Linked DNA regions of Astyanax mexicanus: region 2 is linked to region 1. The links are chromatin contacts, called in public Hi-C maps. All regions are on one chromosome and are shown on one strand. The core of a region is the stretch at or near the end of the contact, and the rest is flanking DNA. Distances in the headings are between cores, read along the strand shown.

Evidence for each region. A called contact is a pair of places that touch in the nucleus more often than the background predicts.
Region 2: a Hi-C map of muscle shows a contact between it and region 1, with 15 times the contacts expected there. The contact joins two enhancer-like sites. A contact is called at or near these places in 2 of 3 Hi-C or Micro-C datasets (both in muscle).

Annotation. Positions count from the first base shown.
Region 1 is chr9:29,156,856-29,164,532 of AstMex3_surface, reverse strand. malt3 (MALT paracaspase 3) reads left to right here. Exons shown (of 15, transcript XM_007235675.4): 14 at 2,369-2,485; 15 at 2,779-3,769. The coding sequence ends at 3,108. Among protein-coding and RNA genes, the nearest start is that of LOC103044356, 5.2 kb to the right of the region's middle. Within about 2 kb of position 2,967, the one cell type or tissue checked has an H3K27ac peak away from gene starts, as active enhancers do.
Region 2 is chr9:29,192,547-29,200,223 of AstMex3_surface, reverse strand. alpk3a (alpha-kinase 3a) reads right to left here. Exons shown (of 13, transcript XM_015602010.3): 5 at 4,598-7,016; 6 at 4,200-4,347; 7 at 2,708-2,835; 8 at 2,553-2,588; 9 at 2,179-2,453; 10 at 1,731-1,819; 11 at 791-1,008; 12 at 477-525; 13 at 1-365. The coding sequence ends at 20. Among protein-coding and RNA genes, the nearest start is that of alpk3a, 14 kb to the right of the region's middle. Within about 2 kb of position 4,808, the one cell type or tissue checked has an H3K27ac peak away from gene starts, as active enhancers do.

The DNA of each region.
Region 1 (7,677 bases), core at 1,718-4,217:
CCAATATTTTAATAGATGCCAGTTTGACCAGAACACCCAAACCATTTCGTTTTTCGCTGAAATAACCAATTTTTACGTTCTCTTACATTTAAGTCTCCCAGTCTCTGACATGGACAATGAGAAATATTTCCCACTCTTCCATGCAGAATTCTTTCAGCTGTAATATGTCAAAATTGGTTTATAGTTCATGGTCTGTTACCACATCTGCTTCAGTTTTTGGACAGATGGTCTCAGTTTCCTCAGTCACTTTCTGGTATAAAAAAGCATTTAAAAATTGGATCTATGATGGAGAGCTTGCCAGGCCCTGCTGCAACATAGCAGCCCCAAACCATGACACTTACACCACCATGTTTCGTAGTTGGTTTTGAGGTTATTATTCTCAGATGATAAGCAAAATATGAGGATGATGATGGTTTGTTTTTGAATGATTTAGTCTGTCTCTGATGGTACCTGTAGCTCCTGTTGGATACTTTTTTAAACATCTTTAAGTTTTGAGGTAATGTTAAGCTAAACATGCCTGATCTTTCCTGACTTTACCTGAGATGATCTGGCCATGTTGATACGTGTTTTAAAACGTTGTCCACTTGTAATGTTTGCATTCTGAGACCTTTTCAGTGCCATTGCCAGAATCATCTGCATTTACAGCCTTCTTTCTGTCAGCCTCATCTGGTGATCAAACTCTCCTCTGGTCTTCAGTAGATACAATTGAAGATAACAGTATTCAGAGACAGTGTATATATACCATGAATTAAAGAGGTGTATTTTAAAGCATTGCTTCTCCAGACCCATTGCTCTGCACAGTGGTAAAGTCCTCTTTGCTTTAACACATCTAATCCAGTTCTTAAAAGATAATTCAGTGTTACCTTATGAGGCTGGTGTGTTTGTATCCAGTGGAAGTTTGTAGTTTGAGCCAGACAGAATTTAGACAGCACAGCTAGGCATTTTCCACTTGTATATGGTGCTGGATTCAGGTTCACTCATTACAGCTTGTACAGTATGTGACCTCTAGAGTACGCTATGAACGGTCCAGCTTCAGCTTCAGGTGTCAAGGCTGCTGAAGTGTTTTTGCAAACACAGTATGAGAAACCATGTATGAAAGCAGAGAAAGCCAGTAATCCCCTGACCTCTAGTGGTGAAAAAAAGAAAGTGCCTTTTTTATGCCATGGGATCAGCCATGTAATGTGGTCCAAAATAGATTCAGTGTGGGGGATGTTGTTTAATGTTGTTTTTAGTGTTGAACTCGTGCAACAAGATTTATAAGTCAATAGTCTTTGGAAATGTCAGATCTGAATTTTCCATTAATGCTTGATTCAACCTTCTGTTTATTATGGTCACTTAGACTTAGGCCCAATCCCATTTCTAGTTTGTACCGCTATAATTTTTCACTTTTTTTTCACTTGTTATCCTTCCCATTGGAATCCTCCCCTAAAGATGTGGGACAACCCTTTAAGAACCTGTGATCAGAATGTATGTCTAAGGTTCAGCAACCTAGCTGCTGGATTTTAGTTCATTTTTGGCCATGTCTTCAAAAAGGTGGAAGGTGGTGCAGCAATTAATTATTGATGTTCAGCCCTTTATTGTTCTGTGATGGAGAGCTGAAATTATCTTTTTTTATTATTTAATTTCATTAGATTTGGCTGTCTGTTGCACCATTTAAGGTTAAACAGGAAATTTAGCTAGCTAACCAGCTAGTTACCGAGAAGTACTACTAACATTTTTTTCATGCTTGTTATAAAAAAATGACCATAAAACATTGAACTACAACATAAAACTACACATTAAACTAATATAATATAATGTATAAGTAATTTAATATAGCTTGAGATTATCATACTTTTACCAAGGAAAATACTTATGGGTTCCTTTCGCTTGTGACGCCATCTTGCCAGTAATTCTCATAGTCCTCTGTTTTGAATGTGCCTCTTTCTCCTACCCCCCAGCCTAACAAGAATCGGAAGTCCCTACCCCTAGGTGTGAATGCGCATAACAGAGTAGCAGGGCTAAGTAAGCTTAAGTAATCTCACAGCTTTAGCACTCAAGAACTAAGAAAGTAATGTTCATGTAACATGTCTTAGCTGATAAACTTTATTTGCAGTAAGAGGAATAATTAATCAGTATTATTTTTCGCTAAACCAGTTCTTTAATAGCAAGTTGAATGTATTGGGTGATTTTGCAAAATTAGTGGTCACTCCCAGACACTTTTTGAAAATTATGTCTTAATAATTAAATGTCAAACTTGTTTTATTGTTGATATTTAATTTCATATTCAATAATAAGCTTGTTTACAGAACCAACTAAATTAAAGTGAACAACCATCTTTGAAGCCCAAATATACTTGCTTAATGCATGTTTGTAACTCTGCCTACAGACAATGGAGGACATTTTCTCAGGAACTGACAGCTCAGATGAAATGCAATCTCTACTGCTGAGCAAAGCAGACTATCCTGACTGCTGTCTGAGACTGTGCTGCCTCCAAAGACTCAAGGTACACTTTCAGCACTATTCTGCATAATGTTTTATTTTTTTTTTACAAAGAACACTATGTAAGATGTATGTTTTTTTTTTCAATTATATAGCATTTTATTAATATTATTTTTCATTATTATAGTGTTAAAGTGTATTGTTTGACTGAATTAAGAATTTTAAGCTGTTGTAAAACTTTATATTGCATGCTCTATTGAAGCCCAAATTCAAATAGCATTGTCTTAAAAATGTTTAAAAAACTACCCACAAATCTCACAGTTAACTCATTTACTTCATTGTGCATCCAATAACCAGAGATCACTGGTGATCAAGATAAAGTTAAGCTACACGCACCGGGACAGGAATGTGCGGCTGACCGAGTACAGAGAGGTGGACATCGACCGGCCACTGATAGCATCCTGCAGATTCAGTCAGAGGAAGCCACTGGACAGGAGACGGGAATCAGCACAGCCTAAGAGAGGTCACGACTCCGACATCAGACGGCCTTCACATCGCCTTGCTCACCCTGCGCGACCTTCAACCCGCAAGGCAGAAAACATCTGCCAGATCTCATCAAACACAACATCCGCTAGCACCAATGAGCCGGAGGAGAACGATGAAAATGACCCACAAGAATTTACATAGAAATATTCACTTTTTTCTTGTGAATGAATATAGCTCATTGTTATGGATTTGTGGAGAATGCACTGGAACACTTAACTCTGGTTAAAGTACAGATACTCTGCTGAAAACAAGGCTGAAGACTCAAGTCAAGGAAGATATGACAGATGATTTTGCAGTTCAACCATGGATCACTAAGCTCTGCTTTATGCATGCATTCCTGGAAAGTTTTTCTGAACTGCATCCCTACATGAGTTAGTTTATGATAGTTACATTACAGGTTTGTTTTTTCCAAAAAAAAAAATATTTTGTTAAAACCATGTTACAACACATACACAAAAATGTATAGGCTATTCTGTTTAAAGCAATATTTCAGTGTTTTATAGCTTCAAATGTACTGCATTTTTATCCTAATAATAGTTATGTGATACACATTATTATTTAATATTTTATAAAGTGTATAACAGAGGCTGCTGGGTAGTTGCTGTATTACGTAAAAGTTTGAAGTTTGTGACCAACACAAATTTGAAACTACACTACACTAGAATTCACTACATTACCAACATGATAACATATTCCCAAAACCTTTCATATGAGGTCACACGCATCTTTTAAACATGTTCCAGTTTTCTAATATCTATGATGATCGTGCAGAAAAATCCGTGTATCATTCGTTCATTTGATATTCAATTGAGAATCAAAATCGGAAAATTAAAAAACCAATTCGTTTTTTCGTTTTTTCGTTTTTGAATATAATACCAAAAAACGAATAACGGCTTGTATTTTGTATTTTTATTTGGTTATCCAAACAAAAATTGGAAATTTAAAAAACGGACCAGGAGCCGAATTTGATTTTGATTTTGAACTTGACCCATTTGTGTGCCCCGGACGTTACTGATTTGTTTATTCTTGGTGGGTTTCTGTTGCGCGGGAGTTCACTGCAGTGTTATCTACACAGTCTGTATTGCTGTAGGCTTTGGATGGAGTTGAGGATGGAGAGTTTTATCTTGTTCAGAGGAACTAAACGCGTTGCAGTGAAAGAAGACGATATGACAACAGAAAAAATCGGCAGGATCTTTCAGGTGTTTGTCTAACGTTCCGTAGCTAAATGTCATATTTAGTAGGCGGCAATTCACAGAATAACATTAACTAAATATGACATTTAGCTACGGAACGTTAGACAAACACCTGAAAGATCCTGCCGATTTTTTCTGTTGTCATATCGTCTTCTTTCACTGCAACGCGTTTAGTTCCTCTGAACAAGATAAAACTCTCCATCCTCAACTCCATCCAAAGCCTACAGCAATACAGACTGTGTAGATAACACTGCAGTGAACTCCCGCGCAACAGAAACCCACCAAGAATAAACAAATCAGTAACGTCCGGGGCACACAAATGGGTCAAGTTCAAAATCAAAATCAAATTCGGCTCCTGGTCCGTTTTTTAAATTTCCAATTTTTGTTTGGATAACCAAATAAAAATACAAAATACAAGCCGTTATTCGTTTTTTGGTATTATATTCAAAAACGAAAAAACGAAAAAACGAATTGGTTTTTCAATTTTCCGATTTTGATTCTCAATTGAATATCAAATGAACGAATGATACACGGATTCAGAAACCTTAGACATCTCCACTCGCATCACTACATTAATAAAATAGTAATACCATTTGTTCCTTCAGAAAATTAGTACAGATATACAAAACGATGTGTAAATACTATTCACTAAAGTATTCATGACAGTGCTCTTTATATTAATTATACATAATTTTCTAATACTATTTGGCAACTGCCCAGTAGCTTCTGCAATAATGTTGAGTAAACACTTTTCCACTTAAGATCATATAGAAAGAAACACAGAGCTAACAACATTATCACAAGCTGAGTGTGTGCTACTTCAGGCTACATTTATTACAGAATGGGATATGTTTCGTTCTTTTTTACTTATACCTTTAATAATGGAGGTCCTTTTTACATTACATTACATTACATTACATTACATTTGGCAGACGCTTTTGTCCAAAGCGACTTACAATAGTCAAGTACAATGTAAAATAAGTTTAAAGGAAAAACATCTTTGGATAGGGATAAAAGGAGGACAAAGGGGAATAATAGGATAGAGGAGTGAAGGAGGGGAAGAAGGAAATGAGGTTAGAAGTAGTTAGTGTGTTAGAGGTGTTAAGAGAGTAAGTGCTCTTTGAAGAGCTCTGTCTTCAGGAGTTTCTTAAAGATAGCGAGAGATTCTCCTGATCTGGTAGTGGAGGGTAGTTTGTTCCACCATTGGGGAACTCTGTATGAGAACAGTCTGGATTGCTTTGTGTGAATGTTTGGCAAAGCGAGGCGACGTTCACTGGAGGAGCGCAGCGGCCGGGAGGTAGCGTAAGCTATTTTTTTATTTTTTTTTTATTTTTTATTTTAGTAATCAATTATACTCCAGAGACATGACAAATGGGATTTGTTTTTTGTTAAAACAAAAAAGGAGATTATGAAGAGTACATTAACTAATCAGGTGTATTGCTGCAGTTTTACCACTACTCTCATGGTATGTTTATGAAGGAAGGATGTTCTCATATGTAATGAAAACAAATGGAAATCATCTGTGTTTACTTGTTTTTTATTATTTGTAATGTAATTGATTGGAATGTTAAAATTGTATGTAAAATTTGTTATTTGACCTCAATCAAACTGTACAATAAAAAATTATTTTCTGTAATCTTGCACTTGTAGCCAGTGGGCGGGACTGGATGCGCTGGACGTCCAACTCCACCATCCCGCAGGCTGCAGTCAGTACTATTTGGCCGTTTTCTGCTCTACAACTGAACACTCTCGCCGCTTTTAGACTCTTTGATTCATTGTCTGCGCTACAACTGATCACTCTCGCCGCATTTAGACTCTTTGGCCCTTTTTCTGCTCTACAACTGTACACTCTCGCCGCTTTTAGACTCTTTGGCCCGTTTTTTGAGCTACAACTGAACACTCTCGCCACTTTTAGACTCTTTGATTCATTGTCTGCGCTACAACTGATCACTCTCGCCGCATTTAGACTCTTTGGCCCTTTTTCTGCTCTACAACTGTACACTCTCGCCGCTTTAGACTCTGGCCCGTTTTTTGAGCTATAACTGAACACTCTCGCCACTTTTAGGCTCTTTGGCCCATGTTTCTGGCTATGGCTTATTCACAATCATTATTAGTAAAGATGTGATGCATTTTTTTAAGCTTTATAAATTATCAGTCCATATTTACTGATAGTTATAGTCATCAACTGTAGGCTCCTCTAAGCACTCAAAAATGTTTTCTTGATTCTCACAAATCCAGAGAAAGCTGAAAAAAAGAAATCATTAGTGGAACCAGGAAAGGCTAAAGTTGAGGTCTAGACAACCCAAAAAAGAGAAACTACTCCGGAGTGAAAGAAAGGCAGTTCAGAACTTCTGTTTGACTGTAAAAGACCTTTAAAATGATTTAGCAGAAATAGCAGTGGTTATGCACAGCTCCTCTGCAGTGCCACAAATACTTTCTGCAGTGGGTCCTCACTACAAAACTCTGCATAAGACATTTTGGGATCACATTCTGATGAAAGCAAAATAGAATGAGCATAAATCAGTGGGGTTTAAAGAGAAGTGGATGCAGATTTTTTATAAAATAACTCTTCACAGTAATTCTTCACAGTAACTGAAGGGATATGTTAATTGGTGATAAACTTTCGCATGCCCCTTTGTGTATCTGACACAATGAACCAAGTATCTATACAAATCCGCCAGACGGAGCCAGAGAGTCACACTGAAACAGTCAGTCGTGATTCTTCTCGCTGCGTGTCGCTGTTTTTTTTCTACCCGTATTCCCACAGGTCCGCCCTGCAGCGCGAGGACTGGCTGGTGGTTAATGTTCCTCCGTTATATCAGAATAAAGTACGCGTTCTCCGCTGAGGAGGCGGGATTTGACTGAACACGGGTGCGGAAAAATTTAATCACACGCTGACACAGTCATACAATTTCAGAGCTTAATTAATTTACAGTTTAGGCCAATCCTTACCTAAATTCAACAAATTAAATTTAGTTGTAAGTTACAGTTAATGGACTGAACTAGAAAAAAGTATAAACAGATAAAATGAAATAAAGACATCAGGAGTATTCGTGTCAAATTGTATTGTACATGATAATGTTTATAAACGATAAAACCAATAAAACGACAGTAGCAGAATCAGTCTGTTTTGTATTTGTTTTGCTATTTATTGTTTTAATGGTATTTTTTTGTAAATGTTCTTTTTTCAGCAGTTTTTTTTATATTCCAGATAACAAAAGGACATTGAACCATCGTTCATTTTTCCATCGCTAATGTCTTTCAGTGTAGAAAGGGATATTTAAATAATAAATATTAAAATCAATATTATTATTTGTGGGAGACAAATTTATCCTAAAAGCATTAAAGTGAGTGTAGATTCAGAGCCCCAAGCATTAAAAACATGTAAATGAATGTTGATACAGAATTTAAACATGATAACTGATGCCTATAAGGATCTTTAACACTCAAACATGCAATGCAAAAAAAACTTAACGTTTATTCAATGTTCTTTGCTGTTAGGGATGCATGCATTAAG
Region 2 (7,677 bases), core at 3,559-6,058, 34 kb before region 1:
TCCATTTCTCCTGCTTTCTTTACCGCATCCTAACAGTTTTTGGGACTTCCACTGTTTTATGCTTGGTAGCGGGCTTGTTCTCCCCATCTTCACCAGTCTTTTTTGCCACTTTTGGACTAGAGTTGCCTTTTCTGGCTGTTTGAGGACTGCTCAAGCTTTTCTTCTGGGACAGAGGGCTGGATGAACCAGTGCTGACCCTCCGGGCCAGCAAAGGGCTCCTTGAGGTCTTTACTTTCGGCTGCTGCAGAGAGTCCATGAGCTTCAGGGGTCTCAGGCCGAGCAGACCGCAGTAGTAGTTGCACTGATGCTGTGTCACAAAATGTTCCAGTATCTTCGGAGAACCTTCATCTGTTAGACCTTGATACCTAAAGCACAAAGGATAATCTTTTTTCATATTATGACTGAAATGAGCCTCATTCAGTAAAATAAAGAATATAATAGTAATAAGAAATGAATAGTAAAAAATTTAGACAAACCCTTTGGACTTTGATGCAATCGCAATGTTTGTAATCTTTGTATCCACACCTGAAATATGGTAAGTTAAAATATTAATTCATGATTAATTACATATCAGTTATGTTATTATGTGTTATAGTCTGTTATTTAATACAGAATAGGATTTGTCTCTCTCTTCCTGGAGATCTGTCCTTCAGCATAGTTTTGAGTTTTAATTCTTATCTAATATGCCTCATTCAGTTAAACACATAGTGTGATTATGGCTGAAACAAAACTCTGCGGGAGGGGAGATCTGCAGAAACAGAATGGGCAGTTCTTGTCTACGTGACTTCACCTTCTAGCCGAGTGACTAGCAGATTGCCGTTTGTCCACTGGTGAATCCAGTGTTGGAAAGTGCAGCACTTTTGTTCCACCTCAGAGCTTGTTTGAGTGATCATCCTGCCAGTGCTGTCCATCAGGCAATATTTCACATAGACACCGGTCAGATCAGCTTCTACTGTGGTATATGGGATGGTGTTGGCCGGCCGGTACATCAAATATAAAGGGAGCACTCTGTTTGTTCAGCAAAGCAAAAAGCACAAAATCAGTGGTTTGGTAACCTTAGATGCTTTAATAATGCTAGAGTAACATATTAAATGTACAGAAAAACATTAAGTTTACTATAGCCCTATGCCGACAGAATTAATTTTCTATTTTATGGGGGCGGTCCTCTGCAAGATGAAGATTACAAGATGAATTATCTGTTGTTGACAGCCACGCACCATAATTGCACTTTGGGCTAATGCAGTTGAGTTATTCATGGTATTCTGTTGCTTGTTCTGATATCTAGTGTCGACCAGGGTGAAGTAGATGGAGTCTTGGTTCCTGCAAAGGTTTCTTCCTCTTACCCTGAGGAGAGTTTGTCCTTGCCACTGTCACCTGGGCTTGGAGCCCTATCTCTCTAAAGTTGCTTTGTGACATTGTTATAAAAAATTGCTTTATAAATAAATCTGAATTTAATCAAATTGAGTTTAATTCAATCTTCTTTGGTCGTAAAAAGTAGAATTTAATTTACAGTATGAGTGAAAAATTTAAGGCACCTGCAGAAAAATTGAATTAAAAAGCTTATTCGGACAATAAAACAGTAATAAACAGTTTTTCATCTAAAAGAGTTAATAACTGTCCATCTCTCCAGTGTATTCCACGAAACATGGTATTTTGAGTTAGACTTGAATTATTTGACAGACTTTGCCTAAGAGTATGTTTAAAATAGACACACAAAACATGTTACTTACTCTAATGAAAAACCAAAGTTGTCTATCACTCTTGCCTCAGCTGCAAAGATTTTGCAGTATTCTCGAACTGTGTTCTGGATTTTACATTCCTAAGGACACAGATATAGAAAAAAAGGGTTATCACATATTTTAGTTTCGTACATTTTTTAGTATTATTCACTATATTAGTTTTGTATATTAGCCTCTACTACCTAAACTATTGCAATGCATATTGTGCAAATGACAAATAAACCCCAAAACTTCAAACTGAAACAGCATTGGTGTGTTCATAAGTGGTTATCTCATGACTCTGTTTGGTCATAAATAAACATGGTAATTTTTTTGTTGTAAAGAAAGTTTCCAGTCATTGAATTTTTTCTGTCATACTGTGTTTTTTTATAGCTATGGTAACAGAATCTATTGCTCTTGGTTATTGCTCTTTAATATGAATTAAAACTGAAGTGTTTACCTGTTTGGTGACCTCTAGATTTCTCTCAGACAGACTGGTCTCCTCTTTGGTCCCGTACGCAATGGGGTTTCTTACTTTGGCTATACAGGTGCTTCCTGACTCAAAGATAGGTTCCAGACCATATATGACCTTGGCCCTGCTGGCCTTGTGTGTGCAGCCCTCCCCGAGCTGCACCTCCTCTGTCATGATGCGTCCGAAAAGCTTTTCGCCCCAGTATCCCGGGTCTGCCAGGCCTTTAGTGAACATCAAGGGTGTCATCTCGATCTCCTCTCCCACTGTGGACACCACCAGACAAAAGCATATCGGATGAGTCTTAGAGGTGCTATCCTGCTAAAAAATGTTCTGTTGGCCTTCCTCATGAGGTTGATGCTTACCTTCTAAATCATCTCTTAAGAAGAATTCTGCCAGGACTGCAGAAGAGAGAAGAGGGAATACAAGGTATTGATATTAATACAAGGTAGGTTCAGTGTACTAGACAGTTTTTGGTTCAGTTTACAAACAGTGAATCAATGAGTAAATGCAGGATTACTGTCTTCGCTGAGTAAGTAGTCAGTGGAGTCAGTGCCATATTCGTTCTTGATCGTGCAGCCATACACTCCGCAGTCTTTGCTGGACGCCTGGACAATGGCCAGTGCCACCTGACTTTCATCCCCTGCACTGGAAAACAGAAGTTTTGATGATATCTATTAGCCGATGGGTCGATGGCTCAGCTTACCTAAATCAGTGTGATTGTTGATTGCCCACATGAGGGCACTGCTGTACAGAAATGTGCACATTGGCAGTACTTGTGGGCGAATGTGGAAGTCCAAGGTGCGGGTCTGCTGACATTGCATCTAGTGACACAAATATAGACTTTAATACCCTCTCCTCTGATGTTGAAATGGATTGGTGTCAGTTTACCACCACTCCTTCTGGCATTAGCTTCATCTTCCTGTGTCCCAGCTGTAGGGTTCACGTGTATATGGGCCTAAAGCCTATGCAGAAACCTTAGCAGTAACTTTAAATCTGTTTTTTTTGTTGTTGTTTCTAAATTTAGAAGGCCATTTACACAAAACTAGTTTGTATGAACTCCACTAACAATAGGAGGGTGAAGTTTAGCACATGTCTCCTTTGTTACTTTTTAGAACTGCCACTGATGCCTCATCACTGAGGCAAAGCTCATCGCAAGACCAATTGTGCTCTCTCAGATGACAAGCAGCATGATCCAGAATTTCATAGTGACAGTGGCTTAGAGCATAGGATCTCTCATAGGAGCCTACCCTGCATGGGGACTTTGGGGTAACGTGAGGCTAAAAAGCAAGGTCTATAGCTGTGAGGTAAACCATAAAGTGGAGTGGAAAGACAAGCACAAAAACTGTACAAAACGAAAAGGTTTTATATATATATATACATACATATATATATATATACACATTATTTACACACCATACTCAGACTTTAGTTTGGAAAAAATGTGTAGGGATAGCCACGGCGTTGTGCCCTTAACCATTAAACCAAATTCTCCCTCTCTTAGCACACTAGCCCGCTGCTAACACAGACTGGGGGAGAAAAAAAACTTTTTGCTGAACATCTAAAACATTTAAAGAAGAAGCCCCAAAAACTTCATTCTTTCTGGCAGCTGGCAGGGGTAAATTATCACAAAACAACACAAACAATAAAATCACAATACTGTTTTATTATTTAACCAAAATTACATAGCCATTGCCGATAAGTATTATTTGATTGGCCATGCTCTGTGAACTACACTATTTTTTTCAGTTTTAGAAGTTCCCCTGAGAAGAGCAGAGCCCCTTGCCCTTCCCATCGATGGATCCTCCCAGTGGGGTAAAAACAGGCATCACCTCTCCACTGGACCCATTTGGACGCCCAACCTTTTTAAAGAAAGGAACAGGAGGCAAGTACACAGCTTTTTCACACATTATGACCTTGCTTGCAATGTGGATTATCTAGCACAGAAAAGCAAACAAATGTATGGTCAGATGAGTTACATTTTTATGAGAATAAAAAAAAAAAAGATTTACCTTCTTGTAAACTTCATAATCTCTTCTTCATCCTTGAACCAGGTGATGGTGGAGTCACTGAGCACGTTGAAAAACTGACACCACAGCTTCAAGTGGCCAGAGGCGTCGGAGAACGGTTCTCCCCTGATCTTTCGGATTACCTGAGGAGCTAAGCAGAGAGGGGATTGGGGCATCCCATTGAAGTTAAGGTAAAGTAATGATATCCTGGATTAGGTTTCCATGTGCTTCTATCCAACATTCCAACATTCCACATCCCTTATTCAGATTCCACTCTCAGTTATCTCAAAGGACTGGACGCAACAGGCAGCTAAGCTCCAGATAAAGATAAAATCACCATATTGTGACTTAATGAACATAATGAAATAATAAAGAATTAGTAATAAATATTTTTTTTTTACCTTTAAATGGGTCTAGCTTCTCTTTCTCTGCAGGTTTGCTCTCTGTGTTTGAATTGTCTGTCTCCTCTGTGGTCTCCTCCTTAGGTTTTGGCACCTCCAATGTGGTTTTTCGACGTCCAAGCAAGGGTGAACGCCTTTCCATAGGTGGAGTTTGCTGTCCACTCTGAAGCTGCAAGAAAGCTGCCCTGCGTGCCTGGCTGGGGGACATTTTTGGACTGTCTCTCTTATTGGTAGTGTCCAATCCCTCATCTTCAGACTTTGTTTTGGCAAGGTAGATCTTTCGGCGGGCCCCAGATGCCAGTTCCTCTGGGGTGGCGGACGGGATGAGGGTCAGGCTGTCACGCCGCTTCATTTTGGGACTACTCTCACAGGACAGAGTTGACGTGGGTGTGCTACCTCCACTCTCTTCACCTTTCTTCTCACTTCCGTCTGCTGAGATTGCTGGAATGGAACTCTGACTTTCTAAATTCGGGTTATTTTTTGCCATAAGCCTACGCAAACTAGCTGGGCTCAGTGGGGGGAGTGTAGGTCCCACAGGGGCTGTTAGGCCAAGTTTCTCCATTGCAGGTTTATCCCTTTGGAGCCTATCTACTTCAGGATCCACATCAGATGTTTTTGCTGATAAGAGTGAGTGAACATCAGAGCTGGTTTGCGTCTCTAAAGTCCTTTTGTCAGACACACTTTCTGTTCCAGTACTTCTGTTGCCTAAATGGTTCAGATCACCCTCAACTTTTCTGAGTATGGCAGCCAAAGAATCTGGTGACAGTACATTTGTTGTATTGTTTTCTGGAGTGTTCTCTTTGTGTGCAGTGGAGACAGAGGGAAGTGTATACACTTGCATTTTGGGATCAACGCCCTCAGGCAGAACTGTATCATTGAGGGCAAGCTGGCCAGGTACTTGCCCGTCTTGAGAAGGTGTAACATCATCAGCACATGCTATGCTGATTGTAGGAATGCTGCTGATGTCATTTCCTCTATTCCACCCACTTGTGGCCTTTGCTTGATCTTCTCTGTGGCCCGCTCTTGACTCTTGATTTTGAAGCTCCTGCTTTCTTTGGCATGAAGGAGAGCAATTTACATTCCTTTCTTGCTGAGTAGGAGTAACACCTACAGATTGTGCATTAGTCACTATCTTGTCCTCTTTTGTGACCTCACTTTGTGCTCTTTTTGCATCATCTGTTGGCTCTTGCGATTTGGGTTCATTATCTCTAAATATGTGTGCGACTTCTTGTGCCAACGGCTGCAAAACTCTCTCAGGTTCTGACACCAGGGCATCGATTCTGGGGACACTAACAGTTTCCTCACGTTTGACCTTTTCTGAGGCAGTGACTTTGATTTCTGGGATCACTGGTGTAGCTCTCATCTTGGCTACATTTTTAATGACCGTTTCCCTTGTGTCTGGAAGGATTATGATTGGAGGAGTCAGAGACTGGTCCTTAGACTCAACCATGTATCTCTCAGTCTGAACTTTGGTGAAGGTCTTGGGTTTATCTGCTGTGACTGGGCTTAAATGCGTTTGTATTCCCTCCACTTCAGATTGTCTAGTATATTTAGAGACATCTGGTTGTAGCCCAGTACCTGAAGCACCATGATCAGAGCTAACATTCTTGTTTTCCTTCTTTTCAACAACATCCACTTTCTTTTCTTTAGTACTCATACCCAGCTCCACTTCATCTACATTCAATTTTGTTCTTTCGTCATTACTATCAGCTTTGCTTGCATCACTTTCAGCACTACTAACATTTCCATCCATTTTATCATTACCTTTAACACATGCTTCTACAGCTTGCTGCTCATTCTCCACAGGGACAATCATCACTGTAGGGATGGAATTTTTATTTTCTTGAAGACTGTCCATGCTTGGCTCTGAGGTGGGTTCATCTTGAACATCAGTTTGACATTCCTGTTTGGTTTCTTGTAAAGAAACAGGTGACTGGCCTGTAACCTCAACAGTCTTAGTGTCCTCTGTGGGATTTGTGACTACTGCTATTGCTGCCCTTATCTCATCTTTGCCTTCACTTTCTTTCATAAGAGAACATCCTTCCTGCGTCTTCAGCACATTTGGTTCTGTTTCCTTCACAGAAGGACAGCTTTTTTCTGCCTCTTTTTCATCTACATTCATTTTCTCCTCTTCTTCAAGTTTGATTGGCACCAGAGGAGAAGTATGGCCGACTGGCTGTGAAAGGTGAACCTCGGGATAGCCCTCTGTGCTTTCCAGGTCTGTCATGTTTGGGCCTGTCAGCGAGGCCTCTGGCTTCTGTGTAAAGTCTGCGGTATAGTCTCGCTCCCCAGCAGCATGCATTTCTCCATCAGCTCGTGCCACCTGATCCATGGGAGAAGTACATTCCTCCTCAGCAGTCTCACACGGCATATTGGCCATGTCCTCATTTGTGTTGCCTTCTGTACGATCTTCTGTGGCCTTGAGAAAAACACACACAAGCGCTTATTACAAGATGTAAACAAGCATGCTCTGTAACTATGCTGCAGTATAAGTGATCAGTGATTTACTGCAGTTTAGTTGCCCACAGTCATGGCATGGCATCTTCTCACATTGCAGCGAATAGTGAACAGCTGACAGTCATCCACGACAGATCAGTGTAACAGATGACATTGAAATTCATGTGAATGGTGATCAAAATATCTGCTTTGAACAAAGACACTGGAAAGTCCCCAAGTCCTATAAAAGCCTAACAATAAACTATACAGACTTGTAGTGTAGCTGGATATATATACTAGAGTATATTTACAGATTGACATGTGATTGGTAACAGCTTAATTTATTTTTATTTATTCCATGACAATATGTTATATTACAATATAATTAGTGTTAATAAAATCTTGTATTGCTTGTACTTTGCTTGTATAATGTAATCCTATTTTTTTCAGGAAAATATAAAAAAATAACTTATATCTGTTTACAAAAGGCAAAGTAAGAATTGGCCAACAGGCTTAATAACAAGATTTTGCAACTTTCTGATTATCAATACAGGAAAACAACCTATTTTTTATCACCTCTCAGAGTTTTACAGTGTCTCCATTTTACCTACGACATTTACTTCTGCTGAGGTCATTATAAACAC